Linked DNA regions of Xenopus tropicalis: region 2 is linked to region 1. Evidence: chromatin contacts called from public Hi-C data. All regions are on one chromosome and are shown on one strand. The core of a region is the stretch at or near the end of the contact, and the rest is flanking DNA. Distances in the headings are between cores, read along the strand shown. Region 1 overlaps fignl2 (fidgetin). Region 2 holds the start of fignl2 (fidgetin).

Region 1 (2,700 bases), core at 60-2,559:
ATTCTCTATACACTGCCTGAAATGCATCCCTGGTCTTTTCTCCTTTGTGTTATGTTCTGTGTCAGCACTCCGCAGGACTTCAGATAAGCCCCAGGATGTCAAATTTGGCATCTCAGCAGGCACATTGTAATGGGTTAGATGCACAACTAAATGCTTCTTCTTACAGTGTGGTGTGTGAACCCAAACAGGCTGAAAATAATAGTATGCCAGGTGTTATTGGTGATATATATTCCTGTGGAATGAAACTGGTATACAGCAAGACATTGGTTTTAGTGTATGAGTTGGACATGGGATCCCCTTTGAACATTGTCCTAGTTCAGCAACATCTGGATAGGCCACCAATTGCCCATTTTTGGTTTTTGAAATAGGGGTAAGGTTGCCATAGCAGGGAACTAGTATATTTAGGGATCAACTGCCATAAAGTTGTTTAAAAACTTGTTTGGTTCAAGCTTCTACTTTTTCAAGGTCCAATATTTGTCCAGTACTTTAGCTGATAACACACTTATACTAAAACATTTTGTGGTTCGCCATTAAAATATATGTAGGTGTATATTGGGCAGCAAATAAGTGTTCACCCCAAAACTCATCCACCATTAAATTGGGCTTTTGGGTGTATCTAGGAGAGTAAAGAGACACTGCCCCAAACAGTTTGGAAACTGCCGTTCTGTTATTCTGTAGCTCTGTGTTGACTGTAATTGTTATTATTTAATTTCATTGAAGAATTTATTCAACAACAAATTCTTAAAACACAGTTAAAAACTAAGTGTAATAAATGAAAAAAAAAAGTCCAAATGTTTAGGGTAGAAAAAAAGCTATACGCTCGTCTTGGTCCCATTATTAAATCCTTAGGATTTTATAGGGAGGTTCTGTTTTGTCCCAGTTCCCAGATAGCTCCCCACTTGTATGAGAAACTTGGTACAACAGCATGAAAGGCCAATTCTAAAAGATCTAACCGTTTCTTAAAGCACTGAGTGTTTTAAAGGAGGGGGGGGGGGAATCAATTGAAAAATCTGCCCTCATTTTCATGAAAATAGAGCTATTCGGAAGAAACAGTTTGCCATCACTAATAAGCGTTTACCTATCTGCGGCACGCTTAATAATGGCACATCAGTGTTTGGCTTGCTGGATAAAGCCCCGCAGAGCTGCTCCTTGGAATCCTCTTGTGTAATTTTAGTAGCCAAAATGAAAGCCGTGATCCTGTATAAGTCAATTAATGCATTAGGTAATCTAATTGTGCTCTAGCCACAAAGTGGCTTAAAAGCAGCTCTGTCAGTGAATAGTACTCTGGTACCTCCCAACCCCCCAAGCTTTACTATCCCCATGGTCTATATGAAAGAAGGGAAAGGAGAACATACGCTGAAGGGCAACAATAGGTCCACAGGGACGTGCAGATGCAGATGTTGGGAAAGCCAGAACTTATCCACAGCCCCTAGCCAGAGGGCTAGAAATACTTTGTGAGCAGGAACAGATCAGTATGCATGTAATATAAGCAACAAAGTGGCAAAAGTGAGAGGGGGATGGAGGCTCCAGCTACCACCAAAATTTGGAATTTGTTTTGCCCTCAGCAAGTTTCTCAATCTTGTCTCTGTTCATTAGTTAGAAGGGAAACTGATCGGCAGAGAAACGGTGCAATTAAAGTTACTTATCCTGCAGACATTGATGTGTGATTAACATTCCTACATGCTGATTTGATTATTTGCTTTGTTCTATGTGTATTCTGTGGAAGGAGCCACAAACCAAGTGAAGGTCTTTCAATTGACAAAAATGATTTCTAATTAAATCCCAGTAGAACAAAGGCATTTTTTTTTTTGGCTGGTGGAACGTTAGTTTAAGGCTTATAACGAGACTCTTGAGGCGCTGGCAGAAATATAAATGAAATCTTTTAAAAGGATAAATACAGTTACAGTAAATCTTATAAGCGCCACAGGCTGGATTTCTAATTCTCCTATGATTTCAAATTCTCATATCATTTCAAATTCTCATATCATTTCAAATTCTCATACATTTTCTAATTCTTATATATTTTCTAATGCTCATATCATTCCTAATTCTTCAATCATTTCTAATTCTCGTATAATCTGGGAATTTTAAATTCTGCGAGTTTATCATGCTGTTAATCAGAACACTGGCTTTCCTTTATAAACGTTGACTGTTCCACAGAACCTAAATAAACAGATTTCTGTAGTTTCAAAGTACTAATCACAGAATAAAGTCACTATTGACTAACATTGGGTTTGGGCTTCCTATTTTCTGCAGTTTTACTCCATGGACATTAATTTTAGTTACAGCTAACAGTACTGTGTATCTGTGTGTCAGTTGCATAGAAATACACATCTGTGTATATAGAGCTATATAAAGCTATGTAGAGATATACATAGATGTGTCATAGCTTAATATTGAGGCAGCAATAACATTATCATATAAAGATACACTTTGATTCACTTCTATTAAGATCAGCAAAGAAAATTCCATTGTCATGCAGTGAAGTGCGCATTTGATTGGACACAGTTAGTAAGCTTTGTACTCTCCTTCACATGGAAATAATTCTTGCCTGCTTCGCTCTTTCCTGGACCAATATACAGAGGTGAACTTCGCCTTTAATATATATTTTTTTATTTAAGATGCAGTTTATGCTGTTTACAGTAATAGTTTAGGGAAGCATCAGATTTAATAATTAGAACTCCAAAGTTCTATACAAGC
Region 2 (2,700 bases), core at 27-2,526, 48 kb before region 1:
GGAGCATGCTGGGGTGGGAAGTGGGGGAGTTGCAGTTGCACAACAATAGGAAGGCTGCACCTGCAGGCTGGGAATCTCTCTCTGATGTTTATATTGAAAATATCTAACTGTACCACAAAATTCCATTTACTATGTTTTTTTCTGATACTTTGTCCCCAGTATAAGTGCCCATTTCGCACTGTAATTGGGCTGTAATTGGTGACTGACACCCTTTATAACTATAGAGAGCAGGCAGAGAAAGTTGAATGGAACCATAAACTCATCAGTGAAAATTCTATGCTAAAATTCGTTTCATTTCTGCTGCTCCGGGCAGAGGAGTTCGGTTGGCACAGGGGAGTGTACTTTATACTACACCCATGAGTATGGCACTACTGCCTAGGTGCTGAGCTGCCACCCCAGAGCCACTCTGGCACCCTTCCCTTAGTGTCAGGCACCCATGAGTATGATGGCACTACTGCCTAGGTGCTGGGCTGCCACCCCAGAGCCACACTGGCACCCTCTCCTTGGTGTCAGGCACCCATGAGTATGATGGCACTACTGCCTAGGTGCTGGGCTGCCACCCCAGAGCCACACTGGCACCCTCTCCTTGGTGTCAGGCACCCATGAGGAAGATGGCACTACTGCCTATGTGCTGGGCTGCCACCCCAGAGCCACACTGGCACCCTCTCCTTGGTGTCAGGCACCCATGAGTATGATGGCACTACTGCCTATGTACTGGGCTGCCACCCCACAGCCACTCTGGCACCCTCTCCTTGGTGTCAGGCACCCATGAGTATGATGGCACTACTGCCTATGTACTGGGCTGCCACCCCAGAGCCACACTGGCACCCTCTCCTTGGTGTCAGGCACCCATGAGTATGATGGCACTACTGCCTATGTGCTGAGCTGCCACCCCAGAGCCACTCTGGCACCCTTCCCTTAGTGTCAGGCACCCATGAGTATGATGGCACTACTGCCTAGGTGCTGGGCTGCCACCCCAGAGCCACACTGGCACCCTCTCCTTGGTGTCAGGCACCCATGAGTATGATGGCACTACTGCCTAGGTGCTGGGCTGCCACCCCAGAGCCACACTGGCACCCTCTCCTTGGTGTCAGGCACCCATGAGGAAGATGGCACTACTGCCTATGTGCTGGGCTGCCACCCCAGAGCCACACTGGCACCCTCTCCTTGGTGTCAGGCAGCTAAAAATCTAAAGTGATCAGAAGCAGAGAGAGAGCGCCCAGCAGCACCCTCCCTCCCTCCTTCCTCCCCACCCTCCTCCTCCTCCCCTTCTCTCATTCCACTCTCCCTTCTTTGTAAGCCCTGCCGCTATCCCTCCACCTCTGGCCAAGCGCTATTCATTGCCCTCTCCCTGATAACATCTCCACACTTTTCCTTCCCATGTGCCGCCTGTAGGACACCAGGCAGCAGCAGTCGCACCAACAGCAGCAGCGCCGCACAGTCGCACACACGATCGCACTGTGGGGCTGAAGGAAGGCACGCCAGCCTAGAAGGCTTGATTGGTCACTTTTCCCCCCTGCTGCTGGCTAATATAGTTTTGGAAGGAGTGAAAGGCTGAAGGGATGTGCTAAGGGGGAGGGGAAGCAGGGGATGCCCTAGCGATTGCAGCCCTGGCAGCCTGCTGTCACACACACACATGTGCCCCTGAGTGCCACTCACTCCCATTGCGCTGCCAGTCTGGATTACTCGAACCGCCCGGGCACAGCACTATGTTCCTGCCAACACAAGGTAAGGAGACCGCTTGGCTAAGGAATTTCTGGGGAGGGCGAGTGCTCTGCTGGTCCGGGCTGCACACCGGGGCTTCCCAACTGCGGCTTCATCGCCTCTCTGCCCCTCTGTCGCAAGGGGATATGGCAACGCATTGCAGCATAGGGCCACCATAGGGGTTAATAATGGGGGTGGCAGTGACTGGCATGGTTTATTTGCCCCATTCAATAACAGTCTTTGCTGCTACTGCTTCTCTATGGGCTCAGATCTACATAACTTTTAACTTGCATTTAGCTTGCACAATCCAGGTTACTTACTCTTAGTGCATTACTGGAACTTTATGTTATTGTTTATGGATATAGAAAGGGTGTGATTGCAATGCACTTTATATATTTATCCAGTTATATCCCCCATTGAACTGCAGTTTCTCTTGCAATCACTCTGCACTGATGTGTGTATGTTGTTCCAAAAAACTATTGGGAGCTGTGGACTGTATCAGTGTTGGACACTTGGGTATCCAGCCTAGAATGTGTTTTTCCCCATCATTATTATAAGGTAGGGAGAGCAAGCTGCATTATCAGCAGGGCCAGAACATATTATAGTGTTACAGGGAATGCGGAGATGAAGTTGTGCATTTGCAATACAAAGCTGACTTTGCTGGGGAGGCTCATTGGGAACAATGGGGTGGATTTTGCTATGTTTGCAAGGGGAGAGAGCCATGGTCATTGTAGGACAGCAGAAAACCAAAAGCTTGTGCTTATTGCATGGGATTTCTGTGCAGCTGGATAAACAGTATGAGGCAGCACGCGCTGGGAATGCTGCACAATATCTCCATCTGATTAGTATAACTCCTGGAAAGCCACAAGAGATGATGATGGCCAATTGGCGAGATAAGGCAATGCAGATGTTTCTGTAGGGAGATAACACTTTCAAGGCAAGTATACCCTACAGCACTGACTAATAATGCTGATTGATAAAAATGACATAAACTAC

What was found. Hi-C and Micro-C count contacts between places; a contact is called where the count stands out from the background.
Region 2: a Hi-C map of gastrula embryo shows a contact between it and region 1, with 1.8 times the contacts expected there. The contact joins the promoter of fignl2 here to the enhancer-like site in region 1. A contact is called at or near these places in 3 of 5 Hi-C or Micro-C datasets (gastrula embryo, neurula embryo and tailbud embryo).

What each region holds. Positions count from the first base shown.
Region 1 is chr2:142,872,365-142,875,064 of UCB_Xtro_10.0, reverse strand. The region is part of intron 1 of fignl2 (fidgetin); the gene reads left to right. Among named protein-coding and RNA genes, the nearest start is that of fignl2, 48 kb to the left of the region's middle. Within about 2 kb of position 1,309, at least 2 of the 11 cell types and tissues checked have an H3K27ac peak or open chromatin away from gene starts, as enhancers often do. A contact at or near this core is called in gastrula embryo and neurula embryo, where this site is marked.
Region 2 is chr2:142,920,487-142,923,186 of UCB_Xtro_10.0, reverse strand. It overlaps fignl2 (fidgetin), which reads left to right and starts at 1,276. Exons shown (of 3, transcript XM_004911907.3): 1 at 1,276-1,728.